Regions from separate parts of the Mus musculus genome. Here regions 2, 3, 4 and 5 are each linked to region 1. Evidence: chromatin contacts called from public HiChIP or PLAC-seq and promoter capture Hi-C data. All regions are on one chromosome and are shown on one strand. Each heading gives the region's core, a stretch centred on a gene start, on an enhancer-like site or on the middle of the called end of the contact. The rest is flanking DNA. Distances are from core to core; before and after follow the strand shown. Region 1 holds the start of Milr1 (mast cell immunoglobulin like receptor 1). Region 2 holds the start of Kpna2 (karyopherin (importin) alpha 2). Region 3 has its middle 24 kb from the start of Gm39424. Region 4 overlaps Tex2 (testis expressed gene 2). Region 5 holds the start of Smurf2 (SMAD specific E3 ubiquitin protein ligase 2).

Region 1 (3,719 bases), core at 764-3,263:
GTTTGCTTTTTCCCAGATAAAAATTCCTTTATTGCACATCGGTCTCTATGTTTTTGTTTGACTTTGACACTGGATTTAACTTCCCATTTGCACTGCTTTTCAGGTAAGACCTGCCAACTTTTCTTATCATCGATTTTACTTCCTATAAGCCAGGGGCAGACCTGTAGCTTGGAGTCTTTCATTAAGTAACCAACCTTAATTCAGATCCTGTGACACATCCTTTTCTGCTCTCCTGCTGGGAAGCCCCTGCTTCCCCAGGGTCTTTCTTTCTCCTGTAATTTCAGGACTTGGGGGATGGAGGCAGATGGATGAAGAATTCAAGGTCAGTCTATGCTGACCTAGTGAGTTCTAGGCCAGCCTGGGCTACGTGAGATTGCCTTCAGTAAGGCCTGGTAAAACTCCTTAAATTCTGTCTGCTATGGCTTTGGTATCCAGTCTGTGAGCTGGTATACATACATACTCATGTGTATGTTTACTGTAAGATATGTAATATATGCTCTGAGAGTTAATATTACATTTAAAATTGGAATAAAAGAACTCATGTTTACTGACTGCTGGCTATCAAGAGAAATCAGGACTGCTTGGAAAATCACAGCCAAGAGAAGCAACATAGCTGGTGAATTTATTGCTATTCAATAAACTCTGACACCACAGACCGACGCAAAGATGTCCATCTAGACTGCTCCACTGTGTGCTCTCCCACACTCAGGACTTAACAGGCTGAAGCAGAAGGATTCTCATGAGTTCAGCATCAGCTTCGGCTACATAGTGAGTGCTAGGCTATGTAGCAAGATCTTATCACCAACAGTCCACAGAAAGAAGCTGCCTGCTTCGGGATGGGGAGGGGAGGGGAGGGAAGACAGGCTGGGTTGCACACAACAGCACTTTCAACTTTATGTGGTTAGCTTACACGGAAGGACCGATGTGCCGCAAAGACTGCAGAGGAACCAGGATTGGGGCCACCCCTTCTCACCGATGAAAGAAACCACCCTCAAAAGTCATTAGTTTGTGTGCCCGGCTTGCCAGCTGGGCAGCAGCAAGCCAGGCTCAGCAGCAAAGCACTCTGACTCCACAGTAGAGCTCTACCTAGGCATAGTACTAGTTGCCTGAATTAATTTAAAAGGGGTTTGAGTGGGCATGGTGGGCTGGGTCCCAGCATTTGAGAGTTTAGGAGTTAGTCTAGTTTAGCCTTGGCCACGTAATAGAGTTTGAGGCCAGCCTGACCTACATGAGGCTCAGCCTCAAAAGTAAATAAATTAATAAAAATTTACAAAAATCACGGGAGGGTTTTCTAGCTAAAAGTGATAACAAAGGAAGTTTGGAGGTTTTCATGGTAAAAAACAATCTCAGATTTTGCCCGGCCAAGTTTCAGGTGGAAAAACAAAATTGCTACAATTAATGCCCTCTCTAAACCTCAGCTCATTGGCCTCCTAGCAGATAATAGAAAGGCTTTGCTCTTGGTTGCCGATCTAAAAACACAGAAATCCCAGTAAGTGAACGCTCATGTTCAGAGTCAGCTATCTGACCATTTTGATGCCCATACTTTCAGGAAATGAAACTTACCGTTATTTTCCACCCTCGTACAATCCACTGCAGCATTCTGAACTGAAAGAGAAAATGGAAGATTAGAGAAAAAAAACCTCATTTCCCATGTGATTATTTTGAGAGATGATTCTTGTTTGTTTTTTCGTCTTTGACTTTTCAAGACAGGGTCTCTCTAGGTAGCCCTGGCTGGCCATGAACTCTGTGTAGATCAGGCTGGCTCCACAGAGATCCACCTGCCTTTGCTCCACCAAGTGCTGGCCCCCCCGTCCCAGAGTCAATTCTTAAAATATCGAATCAGGCTTACGTGTGATAGAAATTGTAAGAGCCCAAAGTAACAGTTTGTCCAGCCAGCATCTTATTCCCTTGAATGAAACGGCAGAGAGGCACATTGGCGAGTCACCATCGCCCATGGTTAATTGAGTTACTACAGAATGGGGCTCGGCTTCTGAGATTCCTCTTCCCAACCACACACAGGAAATGAGAGGATTTAGACAAGTTTACTCAACAGGACCTATGACTCGTTGGTTTAACTGTCCTTCATATTACTGGAACAGCTGCTCAGACCGCAAGGTCTCCTATCTCACTTAGAGCTGCTGCTTGGTGATAACGGATCTTTCTTTTTTTTCCCCCTTCTTTCCCCCTTTTTTCCCCTTCCCTTTCACTCCGGCCCATAGGTTTTTTTATTTGTTTTTCATTACAGATAGTTGTGAGCCACCATGTGGTTGCTGGGATTTGAACTCATGACCTCCAGAAGAGCAGTCAGTGCTCTTAACCACTGAGCCATCTCACTCACCAGCCCCGATAATGGATCTTTTATATTCTCTCTCTCTCTCTCTCTCTCTCTCTCTCTCTCTCTCTCTCTCTCTCTTCCTCCCCCTCACCCTCCCCCTCTCCCCCCCCCATCTCCCTTCCCCCTCCTAAAAGAAAAATGAAAAATGCCTCTGACAAGTAAGCCCTACTCTCCAGAGCACAGAGAACTTCCTGGCGTGCTGTCGGCCGTTGTTCATTTAAGATTACAAGTCCTTTGTTTGCTTCTTTAGACAAGCTTGGTTGCCCCATCTGCACAGGATGTGTTTGATCGAATGTAGGCTGGAGGTACATAAGCAGAGAGTATGCCAGGATGTTTGCTTGCTCCTGATTGGACAAAGGTGGAAAGTATGTAGCCTTTTGGGGTTTGCCTTTCTTTATAAACCTCCGATTAATGTACCTTGGTGACATACTCCCGGAATCCTGAGGATGGATTGTCTTAGCCAGCATAGCAATTTGGCTCAAAAACTGTGATAGTGTTCTTACTTTCACCCAATGGGATCAACACTTTCACACCACACACGCACACACGCACACACACGCGCGCACACACACACACACTTCCTAGCTGCCTATGAGGTGAGAGACAGGTTCCAGATGTATAAGGTACATCTTCTATACATGCAGCCTGAAGGTAATTGGAGGAGGGATTCAGAGAGTCCTTTGGCACACTCTTCTCAGGTCGGCGTATTCAGACCAGAACCTCAGCAACATTGCTCTCAGCTCCTCTCATCACCTCTGGAGGTAAGTCACACCAGGCTGCTCTGTAAGACCTTCCGGCCACCCTCCTGCCTCTCTAGCATCTTGCTTGGTAGATGATGTCTTCTTGGGTTTGGTTTGCAAATATTTTATTGAGTATTTTTACATCAATGTTCATAAGGGAAATTAGTCTGAAGTTCTCTTTTTTTTAATACTTGTTTATTTATTTATTATATGTAAGTACACTGTAGCTTGTCTTCAGACACTCCAGAAGTGGGAGTCAGATCTCGTTACGGATGGTTGTGAGCCACCATGTGGTTGCTGGGATTTGAACTCCGGACCTTCGGAAGAGCAGTCGGGTGCTTTTACCCACTGAGCCATCTCTTCAGCCCCTTAAGTTCTCTTTCTTTGTTAAGTCTTTGTGTGGTTCAGGATGTCTGTGGCCTCATAGAATGAGTTTAGCAATGTTCCTTCTGTTTTTATTTTGTGGACTAATTTAAGGAGTATTGGCATTAGCTCTTCTTTAAAAGTCTGGTAGAATTCTTCGCTAAAACCTTCTGGCCCTGGGCATTTTTTGGTTGGGAGAGTTTTAATGACTGCTTCTATTTCTTTAGGGGTTATAGGGATGTTTAAATATTTACCTGATCTTGATTTAACTTTGGTACTTA
Region 2 (3,719 bases), core at 349-2,848, 250 kb before region 1:
GGCCAGCCTGGTTTACAGAGGATGTTCTAGGACAGCCAGGGCTACACAGAGGAAACCATGTCATGAAAAGCAAAAACAAATTAGAGAAAAGGCTAAAATATGTGTGTGTGTGTACACTATATACATGTTACATATTTTAAAATGTGCCGAAATGTTAACATTTGGCAAGTCTAGGCAAAGGTTTGTGATTCTGTGTTCAGAATTACTCAAGTTTTAAAGTATTTGAAGGCAGGCAGTGGTGGCACACTGCCTTTAGTCCCAGCACTCTGAGGTCTGTGGAGTTCAGTCAGGTCTACAGAGACACAGAGAAACCCATTAAGTGTGTGTGTGTGTGTGTGTGTGTGTGTGTTTGGGGGAAGGGAGCAAAATAAAGAAATAAATAAAAAATTTTAAAGGTTTGGAGAAAATAGGTATTAATAAGTTATTGGTTTTTTGTTTTTGTTTTTCGAGACAGGGTTTCTCTGTGTAGCCCTGGCTGTCCAGGAACTTACTCTGTAGACCAGGCTGGCTTCGAACTCAGAGAACTCAGAAATCCGCCTGCCTCTGCCTCCCAAGTGCTGGGATTAAAGGTGTGCGCCACCACCACCGGGCTAATAAATTATTGTTACCATATTTGCTGCTTCCATTGTCCTTTTTCTTTTTCTTTTTTTTTTTTTTTTTTTGCTTCTGTCCTGGAACTCACTCTGTAGACCATGCTGGCCTCGAACTCAGAAATCCGCCTGCCTCTGCTTCCTGAATGCTGGGATTAAAGGTGTGCGCCACCACTGCCCGGCTTCCATTGTCTTTATTTTCCAAGTAATCTAAAAGTTTACCACACGGGACAAAGTGGGGCATGTCTGTAATCCCAGAACTGACGTTGAGGAAGGATTGCATTAGGTTCAAGGCTAGCCTGGGCTCTATTGTTAATGTGAGACCCTGCCTCAATCCCACTCCCCATGATAAAAATTAAATAACCAGTAAATAGCACAAACAATAATATAGCGATACAACTAATGATTGCCTAAAGATAAAATAATCAACAAATACTATAAACAATATAGTGATACAACTAATGGTTAAGAGGCACACAGATCCACGTTCTCCCGGTGACCAGCTCCTGATGTAAAATTTTTTTAAAGTAAATATATTTCTCTTTTCTTTTATTGATTGATTGACTGATTGGTTGATTGAGACAGGGTCTCACTATTTAGCCCTGGTTGGCCTGGCTGTATAAACCAGGTTTGCCTTGAACTCCTAGTGCTGGGATTAAAAGCCTGCGCCAATCACCGCAAGCTAAGCCTTTTTTTACAAGTGTAATAATAATTTCGTGTGTTTGTTTAAGGACAAGCCCAGGGAAAGCAAACAGGGTACGGCCCAGTGTCCATCTAAGCATAGACGAAACGCAGGTCTCCATGCTGTGTGCTGAGATCTGGAGTCACCCTTCTGCAAGGCACCCTGGGATTGCCCGGCCGCTCCCTCATCTCGCGACGCTTCCCTGCTTACCGCCCCACCCCCACCTTTTTTTTTTTTTTTCCCCTACGACCTGCGTCTGCGTCCCACCCCCACCCCCGCCTAACGTGTTTTTCAAACCTACCAATGAACGCGCAGCTTAGGCTCAAATCAGCCAATCGGAACGCGGCGTCACCGGGAAATTTAAATCGCGCCGGCCGGCAGCACGAGGCACAAAATCTGAGGGCTGAAGGGTAGCAGACGTTTCCACAGCCGCCGACCCGCAGCTTGAGTGTCCTGCACCACCTTTCGTGGAAATCTGAGCCGGCTGTACAGGTAGGAACGGAAGCCGGTCCTGAGCAGTAACGGCCGGACGGAAGGCTGCGGGGCGGAGGGCGGGAGCAGGCCGCGCCCGGGCCGGAGCTGAGCCTCCCTGCTCCGACCAGGCCTCGGGGCGGGTTGGTTTCGCCACGCCGGGGTCAGGGTTGGCAACGCCGGGCGCTGCGGAGGGCAGCGAAGGCCTGGGAGCGGCTCGGGTCGGCGTGGAGGGACCGGAGGGCAGCCGCAGTCGAGCGGACCTACCTGGCTGTGCCGCCGCTTTCCTGATGCTTCTGCCCCGGGGAGGAGACGCAGCTTTGGGCAGGGGATGAAGGTGGCAGTTAAGACACCCCAGTTAAGCCCTTGACCCGGATCACCTGGGTCAGGGTCGAGGACGGACATAAAGCAGTTAAACCTACTAGCTTACCAGGGTACTTTGGGTTCCTGTCCCTTCGCGACGACCACACCTGGGTTCTATCGAGCCCCACTGATCACAGCTGATGTCATCCCGGCTGAATGCATTCTCTGGAAGTGTGTGCAAGATGCGGCGTTAATGCCATTGCTGACAGCGATGATGTGATGGAAGGCCCTATAATGGAACGAACCGATTCTTTATGTAACTTGCAAGAGGGTACTAGTATGGATCCGTTTTGGCCATCGATCAACAGAAAACGAGAGCTGCGTTTATTGCCTTAAGGACGTAGATGGTTGCCAGGCATTGTTGGCGCACGCCTTTAATCCCAGCACTTGGGAGGCAGAGGCAGGCCGATTTGAGTTCGAGGACAGCCAGGGATACACACAGAAACCCTGTCTCGAAAAATAAAACAAACAAAGGACGTAGATTGTTCTCCTACTTGGTGTTCTATTAACTAATGGAGCCTAGAATTTAGATCCTTGACTTAATACCGTGCTGGCTAGAGGCTTAAGACTATTGAGTGTTTGAAAAGCCGCTAATCTGTTGAGATGCCCCGTGTGCTTAAACTACCCATTGGATTTTGAAGGTGTATAAAAACAGTAAGACATCTCAATTTTTCTGTATTGATGACATCCTCAAATGGTAATAGTTTAGCTATATTGGGTAAAAGTCTTAAAATTAATTTCCTTCCTTCCTTCCTTTCTTTTTGTTTTTTCGAGGCAGGGTTTCTCTGTGTAGCCCTGGCTGTCCTGGAACTCTGTGGACCAGGCTGGCCTCGAACTCAGAAATCCTCCCGCCTCCCAAGTGCTGGGACTAAAGGAGTGCGCCACCACTGCGGGGCTCACTGTGGTTAGTGGAAATTTTAAATTATCTTTTTTTAAAATTTTTTTTGATTGACAGTTAAGTTGCCTTTGTAGTAAGGGGCAATTATGGCTTAGTATTATAGCCATAATGATGAAAACTTGTAGGATTTTGTTTTGTTTTTATTTTATTTATATATTTTTGAGACAGGGTTTCCTGAGTAGTCCAGGCTGTCCTGTAATTCACTCTGTATACTAGACTGGCCACAAACTCAGATCCGTTTTACCTCTGCCTCCTGAGTGCTTGGAGTGCTTTGCCATCACTGCCAGGCTGTGTTGTGTCGTCATCTTTGTTTTTGTTTTTTTTTTTTTTTTTTTTGGTTTTTGTTTTTGGTTTTTCGAGACAGGGTTTCTCTGTATAGCCCTGGCTGTCCTGTCCTGGAACTCACTTTGTAGACCAGGCTGGCCTCGAACTCAGAAATCCACCTGCCTCTGCCTCCCAAGTGCTGGGATTAAAGGCGTGTGCCACCGTTGCTGCTTTTTAAATCTAGTATAGAAATGGAGTTGAGATTTAGTTGATTATAACATGCTATTGTATATTTCTGTTTGTTTCATCTTAAGATAGGGTTTCTCTATGTAGACCTAGCTGGCCTGGAACTCTCTACAGACCAGGCTGGCTTCAAACTGATAGAGATCTGGTTGTCTCTGCCTCCCAAGTGCTAGGATTAAAGGCGTGTATTACTCTACCCAGCTTCTGT
Region 3 (3,719 bases), core at 730-3,229, 220 kb before region 1:
GAAGCGCAGCCAGTTCATCTGACTTTTCCAACACTCAGGGAAGTGGTGTCCCAGATCTTATCCATGAGAGGTTCCTACTTTTTGACTTTTGATAAAGAACAGTTGTATCCACAGATTCAGGGGGGGGGGGGGCTGGTGAGATGGCTCAGCAGGTAAGAGCACCCGACTGCTCTTCCAAAGGTCCTGAGTTCAAATCCCAGCAACCACATGGTGGCTCATAACCATCTATAATGAGATCTGACTCCCTCTTCTGGAGTGTCTGAAGACAGCTACAGTGTACTTACATATAATAAATAAATAAATCAAAAAAAAAGGAGAGAGAGAGAGAGAGAGAGAGAGAGGATGGGAAGCCTAAGGCCACTGAAGGATGATCGCAGGCGGGAACGCGGGGCTGCCTCCCAGAGTCAGTCTAGCTTGCTTCTGTCTGCTCCTGTTTACTGAAGGGCCAGCACTGGTTTTAAGGTACAGCCTGGCAGGCTTCCTTTTAGAACAGAGTCTTCAATGTGAAGCAGGGAAGGAGAAGGGTGTTCACTCCAAACCATGCCACTCTCTGCTGTGCAAACCCCCTCCACTAACCATGAGCACCCGGAAAGCAGGAGCAAGAAGAAACAGGGTCCGAGAGATTAACAACGTCTCCTATAGCCACACAACAAGACTGCCAAGGTGAGCTAAGACCTATCCACATCCCCTGCCCTTCTCTGTCAAGGATGGTGCTGATGGCCAGGGTGGAAAGCTTGGAAGAAAAGGTGTCTTCTGTCTTCTGTGTTACTTCTTAAACATTTTCAGAGCCAATAGAAGACATAGGACTGGTTCCCGAGTGACCAGTAGGGACCACAGCTCTGCCTGAGAGCTTTCTGATTCATAGCTGTGCCTTGTGCTCAGTCACTCAAACAGACTTCCACGGCCCAGTCAAGAAGCAATCATACTCTGTACTGCTGGGGGGAAAGGGCTCAGAGACATTTAGACAGCTACCCAAGACTGCACAGCAATGCTGCCCCACCACACCAAATGAGGTGCTCTGGGTAGACAAGGGTGGATGGGCTGTGTGTCGGCTCCGGCCTCATGCTGAAATGAGTCACCCGCAAGTCCAAGAACCAGCCCCTCTGGACAATGACACAGGAAGCTGTTTTGTACATTAGGTGGAGCTGGGTCCAGATAATGTTGGTCTACGCAGAAAAGCTGCCTCTTTTCCAGTTGCCTTCCCTCTGCAAACCCCTTGGGAGCCAGCCAGGCCTGGTGACCTATGGAAGAGGTGACGCCGTGTCCTGCTGTCCCAGCTACATGGCTTGGCTAGCTAAGTCTACTGGGCCTTTTCCAGCTAAGACACCCGTTTGTTTTTACCGTGCAATGTGAACCAGATGTGGGGGTACCTCGCTCTGCAGGAGGCCCCCTGCCCAAATCTCAGCACCGGCCACAGGCTCTTGGGAGGCAGTGGTGGCCAACTAGCCTCTCCTGGCCCTTTGCCTGCCTCTCCCTCAAAGCTGGTCCTCATTGGCATCCCTGTATCTCCCTTCCCCCAATGTGACAGGAATCTGGAAAGGACACTGGACAAGCATCCAAAGTCCATATGTCCTGGATAGTCTGTCTAGGAATTTTTGGGATGCTAGCTTGCTCAATGTGTCATGTCCTTTCCAGTCATGACATGGGGAAGGGGTAGGGGGGGGACAATAAATGAAGACTTGAAAGCCGACCAAGGGCTGAGTATCCTTCATCTGTGGTATCACCTCACCCCAAGCTCTCGGACTGGAGACTTAAGTCTGAGTGGCCTCGTGGATTCCAGGGGCGACAGCCCTGTAACTCCCACTGTTTACTTTAGCAATTGAATTCTTCCCGTTTTGGCCAGTGGAAACCTGTTCAAGCTGGTTGCTAGACCTATTTTGCCACGATCCATCATTCCTGGAGCTTTCTAACACAGACTGTTCCAGGCTCCCCTGTCTTTTTTCCTGTCCTGGCCATGGAAGCAACCAGGTCACTCTAATGACCCTGGTTCTGTTTGGTGAAACTGGTATTTGGAAATCAAGTTCTGATCGCTGCATGTGCTCATGGCTGCTGTGGTGAACTGCTCCCTGTCCTTAGCAGCCTAGGTTAGAGCCAACAGAGGTGTGCACATATATGTTATGTGCACTGGGTGTTATGGGTCAGGAGGCTGAGGCAGGAGGATTACCTGATTTGATATTAGCCTGGTCGACAGAGACTCCCAGGTTTGCAGGGCTACATGTAGAGAGAGACACTAAATTTTTTTTTTTAAACAGAGAGCCAGGTATGCTGGAACTAACCTGTAATCACAATATTTGAGAGGCAGAGGCAGAGCCTGTGAATTCAAGGCCAGCCTGGTCTATCTGGAAAGTTTAAGCTAGATGAGGCTGTAGAGTGAAATCCTGTTTGGAGAGATGGTTCAGTGGTTAAGAACACTGATTGTTCCATTCCCAGCATCCTGATGGTGGCTAACAACTCTCTGTAAGTCCAGTACCAGGGGACCTGATGCCCTCTTCTGACCTCCCTGGGTATCCGGCACACACACGGTACACAGATGTACAAGCAGGCAAAACACCCATATATATAATGTAAAAATAAACAGCCCCCCATAGAATTTAAAAGGAGTAAAGAATTTTAGTTAAAAAAAAGAATCAAAGGCAAGCAAGGTGGTGGTGTCTCATGTCTTTAATCCCAGCACTTGGGAGGCAGAGGCAGGTGGATCGATCGATGAGTTGAAGATCAGCCTGGTCTATAAAGCAAGTTCCAGGACAGTCAGGGCTACAGAGAGAAACCCTGTCACACACACACACACACACTCAAAGAAAGAGATATACAGACAGACCGACCGACAGACAGATGATTGTCTTAGAGTTTTATAACCAAGGCAACTTTTTTTTTCTGCCTGCATGTATGCCTTCAGGCCAGGAGAGGGCACCAGATCTCATTATAGATGGTTATGAGCCACCATGTGGTTGCTGAGAATTGAATTCAGGACCTCTGGAAAAGCAGCAACCTCTGAGACATCTCCAGCTCTGGCCAAGACAACTCTTATAAAGCAAATCAATTAATTGGGGCTGACTTAAAGTTTCATTATGGTGAGAAGCATGGCAGCATATAGGCAGACATGGTGTTGAAGGAGCCATCTTTTTTTTTTTTTTTTTTTTTTTAATTTGTTTTTTCAAGACAGGGTTTTTCTGTATAGCTCTGGCTGTCCTGGAACTTACTCTGTAGACCAGGCTGGCCTTGAACTCAGAAATCCACCTGCCCCTGCCTCCCAAGTGCTGGGATCAAAGGTGTGTGCCACCACTGCCTGGCATCTTTTTATTTTTATTTTTATTTATGTGAGAAAAGTAATACCCTCTAAAATGAGGCTAAATTTACAATTTTTTTTTAAATCTCAAAAATACATATAAATGAAAACCTTCTCTCCAAATGCAGACAGGCCTTTGTCTATTGTGTTGTACTATTTATATCACAAAACACTGTCATGAAAATGATCAGGTAGCCCTGAAGCACACAGCCTGTCAGTAAGGAGTATCGTTCTCCTCACACAGACCCCGGGTGGGACGTTCAGACACTAGCCTGTTCCTTACTTTCCACCCTGGAGAGGTAAATACGGACACATGGTCAAAGATGAAGCGGAACTGTGACAGCTACACAACCTCCTTTAGACACACACACACACATACACACACGTCCCTAGGCCACAGCAAGGCCCCTCCTACAAAGTCAGTGTGGTGTGT
Region 4 (3,719 bases), core at 443-2,942, 210 kb after region 1:
TGGCCTACGCGGTGTGTCTCAAGTCCTAGTGAGAGACCCTGTCTCAAAAAACAAGGTGGGCAGCCTTTAAACACACGCGCGCGCGCGCGCGCGCACACACACACACACACACACACACACACACACACTTTTAAAAAAATAGCAAAAATCTTGTTCCAGAACAGCCAGGACTATTACACAAAGTAACCCTGTCTGGAGGATGGGTGGGGAATCTTGAAAGTATTGCTGCATTGGTCAGGCATGGCGCCACAGCCTGTAATCCTAGCACTTAGAAGATGGAAGCAAGAGAATCATAAGTCAAGGAATCCAAGGCTAGCCCAATCTACAGGAGACTATCTTATAAAACCAGTTTTGGGGGTGGTGGAAGGGAACTAGACACAGTCTCACTATGTGGCCGGGGCTGACCTGGGACTTACTATAAAGACTAGGCTGGCTTCTAACTCACAAATGCAGAGATTAAAGGCACATGCTTTTTTTAAAAATATTTTTAAAAGATTTATTTATTTATTATATGTAAGTATACTGTAGCTGTCTTCAGACACTCCAGAAGAGAGCATCAGATCTCATTACGGATGGTTGTGAGCCACTATATGGTTGCTGGGAATTGAACTCAGGACCTTTGGAAGAGCAGTCGGTGCTCTTAACTGCTGAGCCATCTCTCCAGCCCCCGGCACATGCTTTTATTATTATTTCTTAATTATTGGTACGCTGGAAAAAGACTGAAACTGGGCTGGCAGTGCGAGTCTGTAGTCCTAGTTCTCAAGAGCCTGAGGTGGGATTGCCAGTTTGAAGTCATCTGTGGTTATACAGTGAGACCATGTCTTTAAAGGGGGGGCAGCTAGGCTTAAAGAAAATACAGTGAAATGATTCTGTTCTAGCTGGGAAGAGAGAACTTACGTGTGTTCTGTAATGAATATGCATTGTTTTTCAAATCTGGGGAACAAGCACACAAATGTGAAGAAAGTGCCCTGCTGTCTCTGCTCTTGGACCAGGCCACCACAGCTGCCACCTTGACACAGCAGCCATGTGAGACCAAACTCAGGAGCAGTTGTTTCAATCTCTCTTATAGCAGAAAGGCATCCCTGGCCTCCCACAGAATTGAGTCCGTCCATGCTGCGTTGGAGATAAGCTCATTTTAAATACAGTCCTCCCCAGGAGCTAGATAGATAGACAGTGTCTGCGGATGGCCTTGCTTCAGCTCCGGAACATTGGCTTCCCCAAACATTGCCTTTGGAAGCAGGCTTGGGAGGCTACCCTTCCTCCCCGTGTGGATGGAGGAGGCGGCACAATGAATATTCTCCGCACATTTATTCTTCAGCTTTAAATTTTGATGACAGTCACTGGAAATGCATCCTAGCAGCCTGTGGAGGCCAGATTCTGTTCATAAACCCTTTTGATGCATTGTCTGTGTTCTGCAGCTCTGTGTTTGTCTTTGTTCCCTGTGCCCCAGTGCAGAGCCTGCCTTAGATACAGGGACTGGGAAAAGGAAAAGCAACATGCTTGTCAGTTCCTTGAGACGTCTTACCGCATCCTGTGTCACTGGCTTGGACGTCATTGTGAAATAGTCTTTGTTTCTTGCTGTGAGAGAGAGGGGGGGGTGTTTCCTGTAAAAAATGAACATTTTAAGAAAGACTGATAAAGGGTACACGTGCTCTCCTGAGAAAGGAAGAGGTGGCCTCTTCTGTGTAGCCTACAAGACAAAAAGTGGTGAGAGTCTGACGTGGGCAGTGGTTTGGCTCAGCCCAAGTAGCCTGGGGGCCATTTTCTTCAGACACGTGATATTTCTTCAGTAGTCTGTGCAGATGATCTGATGGGGCTTGAGGAGTCCTGAACCTGTTACCCTGAGCCTGAAGATGACAGTGCACAGTGTGCAGGAGCATGGGGTAGGAGTGCAAACACATGTCCACACACGTGTACACACACTTGTGGTACAAGAAATGGCTGACGCCAACTTCTATCCTTTCATCCGGAAGTCGGTGGTGGAAAATATCTCCGTCAATGTGCAGGACCTGACAGCAGCAGGGGTAGAGTCAGGCAGAGCCACCTCTTCTAAAATGGAAAAGTTAATATGTAGCAATTCTAAACAAAGGTGTTAATTTTTAATGGGTGTGCATGTGTGGGTGTCTGTGTGAGTGAATGCGGGGTGTGTGGGGTGCCTGTGGAGGTCAGAAGAGGGTGTCATCTGGTGTTGATGGTGGTTCTCAGCCACCAGTGGGTGCTGAGAACTGAAGTGTATCCTCCGGAGTGCAATAGTGCTCTTAGCCACCTAGCTGCTCTTCCAGCCTGTTTGTTTTTAATAAGTCACTGACATTCTAAGGAAGACTTTGGAAATCATCTAGATTTGAAGGAGTCTAAAACAGGTCCTAGACTCTGATGTGTTACTGGAAAATGGAAGTGAGCCCCCCATTCCCTAGCTCCCAGAGAAAGAGCTGGCACAGCTATGACATGACATTGGGGGCTGAGCAGTCTGCTGGCTTCACATCAGAGTCTGTGCATGGCTCACATAGATCAGACCCTAAGTCCAGGCTTCAGATCTGCTACGCGACATAAGCCGTAGGGGTCTTACAACCAGGCAGACCTTCAAGGTTCGATTCTTGGTACCTAGTGACCAGTGTGCCATGCCACTGGCCTGGGCACATAGCCAGATGAACCAATTGGCTACCTAGAGCAAGCCACGGTGGCACTTATGCACAAGCACAGGCATGAAGTAGAAGAGAGTGGATGGTCTAAAGTCATAACATGTGGAGCCCAGATGTGTTTACGTAGATCACAAAGGGAAAGAAGTGTGAGCAGTCATTAGACTTCTGCATTTCTAGATCTTTTCATCTTTCCTTCTGTCTGTTAGCTTTTCTATATAAGGCTGCAGTCTAATTCAGATGTCCCAACAAGTGTCTGTCTCATTGGCTGGATGTTGGTGCCTGTCCTCCCTCATGACAGAGTAAGCAGAGAACCAGAATCAGGCTTCAGTCATGAACTAGGGATTGTTCCTTCCTCAGATGGAAGCAGGATTCCCCTCTTCCTGGGGTATTGTGATGCTCAGATATGGTAATCTTTAGGAGTCACCTATATATCTATGTGTGTCTATGGTCAGCAGCACTAATCCTGCCACCCTTGTAAGTACTGAACCCACCAGCACGTGCTCGCCACCAAACCTCACGGTCCCCTCATAGTTGCTGCTGCTGCTCCTCCTCCATGCCCACCTCTGACCCTCAATAGGCCAGATTCCATAGTCTGGCAGCTAACCCAGGAAGTTAGAGACAAGTTGGCTCACCCACTGGTCACAGCAGATGTTTCAGACAGATTGTGTGTGGGTCAAGCGGTGGGCATTGGAGTATTTGATGGGCTGGGGTTGGGGCCAACATCTGTCCTGAGAGCCATGTTCTCATCCAGCCCTGTGGTTCTTACCTCCTCTGCATCACATGCTGAGAGGGGAGGGCTTTGGAAGCTCCTGACTCTGCTAAGCTGAGGCAAGACAATGCAAGTCAGTAAGTGTGAGCACCTTGCAGGGATCACTTGAGTCCTGGCCATTGGGAAACTCATTCCTCCTGGAAGAGGATAGGCTTGACAGTCGCAGGCTCAAGCCTGACCTGGGAGAAAGAGAAGCAGGCTTTGACAGATAACTCTCGGACACTGAATTAGTAGGGAGGGGAGCGAGGGCAGGGCAGGTCTTCTGAGCTAGGGCTGTGCAGTGGTAGCTGGATCATGGGAGGACAAGGCAG
Region 5 (3,719 bases), core at 315-2,814, 170 kb before region 1:
AGGGAAAGGAAGAGTGCATACATCAGCCTGCTCAGTTTATTGTCTCAGCCTAGCGTTTGAAACAGTGATGTAGCAATTGTTCTATCGCCACAGTAACTTTTGTGGGAATTATTTCCTGAGCCTTCAGATCTTACATTGCACAAAGAAGTGTTTAAGGGCCCTGTTCATTGCTTTGTGAATAATAAGCACTTAGTATTTCTTGATTGAATTTTTAGAGCTGTCCCTTGTATTTTAAGTCTTACTGCTAGAACTTATGATTTTGGGATCACTTTAATCCGTAGGAGTGTTTTTAGACCGATGAAACGCTCTTGGATTTCACCTGGAGAATGAAGTGTCTTAACTGGTAGATTTTAAGTCACCATTTGCAATGTTTTAGGATTAAAATGTATTAGGCTTCAATGAACAGTTTAAACGGCATTAATGTTATAACAGCTTTAAAGCAAAGCTAACATGGATATAAATCCACACTCTTTTTTTTTTTTTTTTTTGGTTTTTTGAGACAGGGTTTCTCCGTGTAGCGCTGGCTGTCCTGGAACTCACTTTGTAGACCAGGCTGGCCTCGAACTCAGAAATCCACCTGCCTCTGCCTCCCAAGGCATGCGCCACCACTGCCCGGCACAAATCCACACTCTTATCCTTAGTTTGCATTATTACTCTTGCGTGCACATAAAACTTGTATTCTCCATTTAAACCCTGCATTACATATAAAGTCTGACATGTTACATGGCTACCACAATTGCCATTTAGATGGCTGCATAAAAATGTGTTGCAGTTGATGTAATACAATTCACTATTAGGCTGCACTCTCACCCCAACCTTGCAAAACAAAATCCCAAAACAACCTGCATTATTTATTTGTCCAGAATAAGTTCTTATTAGTTGTAAGTCACCGCGTCAGAGTTACAGTCCTATTCATTTTCTTTTTTCCTCCTGGGACAGCAAAATACAGTACTGCGTGAGCTTTCCACACTATATCCACCTATCTTGTTCACAGTCTTTGGCCGCATTTGTATTATCTCCCTATGCTTGTCCTGGGCAGGGTTGGGGGAAGAATCGAGCAGGTAGGTAACCGGATATGGAGCACCAGGTGAGCCTGTGGAGGTGGCAATTACAATACTCAGAGCTAAGCACTCCTGGGAATTTGCTGGAGCGTTCGATGTGGGAATAGCATCTTGGCGAATTAATTCTTCGGACTTGGGTCTAACTTTACTCTCGCCAGCCTCTCAGAGCGCGCAGTGGGAGTATTACTCGGGCATTCTGCCCTGTAGGGACACAGGCGATCTTTCAGTGAGCTAGCTGGTCAGTAGGCCCCTCTGGTGCCATCGAGCCGGCGCCGCCGGGCGGTGTAGTTCGGGGCCCAGTCTGGGCCGTGGCGCACGCGCTGCCCGCAGCTCGCGCGGAGCCAGGCCTTCCTCTGGCGCCCCAGGCGCAGGAGACCTCGCCCACAAGCCCGCCCCCTCGCCGGCCCCGCCCACCGCAACCCCGCCCCGCCCGCCGGCCCCGCCCCCGTCTCCTCCCCGCCCCCAGGAGCCGACGAGTGGCGGCGGCGGCGGCGGCGGCAGCGGCTGCGGCCCCAGGACCGGGTTCTCTCAGACAAGAGGGCGGGCGGAGGAGGAAGCGGCCGAGCACCCGCCCGCCTCAGCAGACTTCGCACCGTCCGCTCCCAGGCCTCGCGGCACCGAGAAGGGGAGACCGAGGCGGACCGCGAGGACAAGAGGCGGCGGGGGCGCGGGGCGGAGGCGGCGCGGCCGGCCGCGGCTGCCGCTTTGTTGTGTGGCCCGGGCCGAGGAAGCAGAAGTGGGAGGAGGGGGGAGCTCTGCGTCCCGCTCCCTCCGCGGCTCATGGCGACGGCGCTCGGCACATCCGGGACCCTCCGGCCCTGGCGGCCGCGGCGCGGGCTGTTCGGACCCCGGCCCCGGCCGCTGTGGTGACTCCTCTGCGCCTCGCCGTCGGCCCAGCCCAGCCCAGTCCGCCCGCCCGCCCGCCGGCCCGCCGGCCGCGAGCGCCGCCGCCGCCGCCGCCGCCACCTCCCCCGCCGCTGGGGACATGTCTAACCCCGGAGGCCGGAGGAACGGGCCCGTCAAGCTGCGCCTGACAGGTGAGCTGGGCGGGCGGCTGTGGCGCCTGTGGGCAAGCAGAGGGCCGGGGTCGCGGTCGGTGGTGGCGTTGGACGGGAATCCGGGCGTGGGAAGGCCTAGTTTAGGGAGTCATTGGAGAACCACTTAGCTGGGGTTGGGAAATTCTTCAGAACGCCCAGTGTGTGGCCCGTGGGTCTCCCGTGGAGGGCGGATTTGAGGTCCTGAAGTCTCGTTTCCTGGGGTCACAGGAGCAGCCCCTGGGCTCCTGCCCAGGTGGGGTCGGGAAAGGGATTACTGAATCCAGTTGCTGACTGCGCGCGGTAAACACTCCTTAAACATGGAGTGAGTGCTTAACGGGAGAGTGCTTGTGTTCCCGGGTTGTTAACTTGGACACCTACCTATGCCCGGCAGTGAAACCTTTACTCTCCAGTGCTGCCAACCTCTGTGGCCAGTGCCACACACCTTAAACGCACGTCTCTGGGAGGGAGGGACCGAGACTGTGGTTGGCTTTTCCGGCGTGTCTGCCTGATCCCACGACTCCCGGCTCATTGTACACTCTGTGTTTTGGAAGTTGTTTGATTGTAGGGTAGCATGTTTGGGGTTGTTCCTTGTAGGCCGCAGAACTAGTTGCTCATGTCTTAACTCCAGACCTGGTTTAGAATCCCTTGCTTTGCAATGTGTTTCTCAGTCTGGACGCATACGAACTTTTAAGCTAACTTTCACTAGTCCTCTCCACACTTCTCACCCTCTTTCTAAATGGAAAGGAATGCTCAGAGGGATTTGGGAAAGACTGTTTAATGTTCCCAGCTGCAGGGAGTTGTTAACATATTACAGGTATAATTTGCTTACGATGCCACTTCTGATATTCTTCCGTGGTCAACGTCCCCCTCCTTTTAAGGAAAAATTGCGTTTGGTTTAAAGCGTGTAATTGAAACTATTGTCCCTCTGCTAGCTAGTCACGTCATTCACAGCAAGTAAATTGTCCACATTTATATTCAGATGTGTGGTGAAGAAGACGGCATTTTGTAGTTGGTTCATATGCATTTGCGCCAGCGAAGGATAAGCTGTAATTATGTTTGCCCACACTAAACTTTGAGATTTCTGTGGGTGAACTTTGTAGTTGAATGTTTGTGTGTTAACCGGCAGTCCATCGGCTGTACTTTCTAGGTAGCTTGAAGTGAATTTGGTATTTGAGAACTTAGTTGGAATGTATGTTGGCTACAGAGTAAAATACTTTACTTTTGAGGCTGAAGAGATGGCACAGTAGTTAAATGTATCCTGTTCTCTAAGAGGACCTGAGTTCTAGTCGCAACACCCCAACCCAGGTCCTCGGCTCACTATCACCTGTAACTCTAGCTCCAGGGGATCTGATGCATCTGGCCTCCCACAAGCACCTGCACTTAGGTACACATACCACCTCTATCTCCAGTAATTAAAAAATATACATAGTATTGACCTGGAAGCCTTTTTTTCCCTAGGGAAAATTACAAGGTATTATTAACACTGGGTGGGGGGGGTGCTTTGATTTTCATCTTTATTGTGTTCATTTGGGCGGGGGGAAGTCAGCGGAATACAATTATAAAGGATCCTTGGTGCTCTAGTTTATATATTAATGTTCTTATTAGGCACGCCTTTGTCAAT

Evidence for each region. Promoter capture Hi-C pulls out the DNA fragments that hold promoters and counts their contacts. HiChIP or PLAC-seq counts read pairs in DNA pulled down with a chosen protein or histone mark.
Region 2: an H3K4me3 HiChIP or PLAC-seq map of the SCID.adh cell line shows a contact between it and region 1, with 14 read pairs. The contact joins the promoter of Kpna2 here to the promoter of Milr1 in region 1. A contact is called at or near these places in 13 of 39 promoter capture datasets (the 3T3-L1 cell line, 3T3-L1-derived adipocytes, the C10 cell line and 8 more), 1 of 15 datasets of contacts at CTCF or cohesin (pro-B cells), 6 of 484 Hi-C or Micro-C datasets (cerebellar granule neurons, embryonic stem cells and liver), 5 of 115 datasets of contacts at active chromatin or transcription factors (the 230-238 cell line, the SCID.adh cell line, effector CD8 T cells and 1 more) and 3 of 9 other capture datasets (adipose tissue, liver and pancreatic islet).
Region 3: a promoter capture Hi-C map of liver shows a contact between it and region 1, with 3 times the contacts expected there. The contact joins the enhancer-like site here to the promoter of Milr1 in region 1. A contact is called at or near these places in 12 of 39 promoter capture datasets (3T3-L1-derived adipocytes, the C10 cell line, embryonic stem cells and 5 more), 1 of 15 datasets of contacts at CTCF or cohesin (pro-B cells), 26 of 484 Hi-C or Micro-C datasets (CD8 T cells, the G1E-ER4 cell line, the P5424 cell line and 6 more) and 3 of 115 datasets of contacts at active chromatin or transcription factors (the SCID.adh cell line, epiblast stem cells and memory CD8 T cells).
Region 4: a contact with region 1 is called in a BATF HiChIP or PLAC-seq map of CD8 T cells, with 5 read pairs. The contact joins the enhancer-like site here to the promoter of Milr1 in region 1. A contact is called at or near these places in 13 of 39 promoter capture datasets (the 3T3-L1 cell line, the C10 cell line, the HPC-7 cell line and 7 more), 33 of 484 Hi-C or Micro-C datasets (the AML12 cell line, B cells, CD4 T cells and 17 more), 11 of 115 datasets of contacts at active chromatin or transcription factors (the 230-238 cell line, CD8 T cells, the SCID.adh cell line and 8 more) and 3 of 9 other capture datasets (adipose tissue, liver and pancreatic islet).
Region 5: an H3K4me3 HiChIP or PLAC-seq map of the SCID.adh cell line shows a contact between it and region 1, with 13 read pairs. The contact joins the promoter of Smurf2 here to the promoter of Milr1 in region 1. A contact is called at or near these places in 8 of 39 promoter capture datasets (the HPC-7 cell line, cranial neural crest, embryonic stem cells and 4 more), 3 of 115 datasets of contacts at active chromatin or transcription factors (the SCID.adh cell line, effector CD8 T cells and pancreatic cancer cells) and 2 of 9 other capture datasets (adipose tissue and pancreatic islet).

The regions. Positions count from the first base shown.
Region 1 is chr11:106,749,520-106,753,238 of GRCm38.p6, reverse strand. Milr1 (mast cell immunoglobulin like receptor 1) reads right to left here and starts at 2,013. Exons shown (of 7, transcript NM_001033435.3): 1 at 1,850-2,013; 2 at 1,564-1,605. The coding sequence starts at 1,955.
Region 2 is chr11:106,997,404-107,001,122 of GRCm38.p6, reverse strand. It overlaps Kpna2 (karyopherin (importin) alpha 2), which reads left to right and starts at 1,598. Exons shown (of 11, transcript NM_010655.3): 1 at 1,598-1,764. It overlaps Gm39424 (a long non-coding RNA gene), which reads right to left and starts at 1,654. Exons shown (of 3, transcript XR_880255.3): 1 at 1,574-1,654.
Region 3 is chr11:106,973,836-106,977,554 of GRCm38.p6, reverse strand. No RefSeq gene overlaps it. Among named protein-coding and RNA genes, the nearest start is that of Gm39424, 24 kb to the left of the region's middle. Within about 2 kb of position 1,979, at least 30 of the 459 cell types and tissues checked have an H3K27ac peak or open chromatin away from gene starts, as enhancers often do. A contact at or near this core is called in liver, where this site is marked.
Region 4 is chr11:106,534,239-106,537,957 of GRCm38.p6, reverse strand. The region is part of intron 5 of Tex2 (testis expressed gene 2); the gene reads left to right. Among named protein-coding and RNA genes, the nearest start is that of Gm22711, 35 kb to the right of the region's middle. Within about 2 kb of position 1,692, at least 99 of the 459 cell types and tissues checked have an H3K27ac peak or open chromatin away from gene starts, as enhancers often do. A contact at or near this core is called in CD8 T cells, the HPC-7 cell line, the SCID.adh cell line and 8 more, where this site is marked.
Region 5 is chr11:106,918,560-106,922,278 of GRCm38.p6, reverse strand. Smurf2 (SMAD specific E3 ubiquitin protein ligase 2) reads left to right here and starts at 1,564. Exons shown (of 19, transcript NM_025481.3): 1 at 1,564-2,098. The coding sequence starts at 2,047.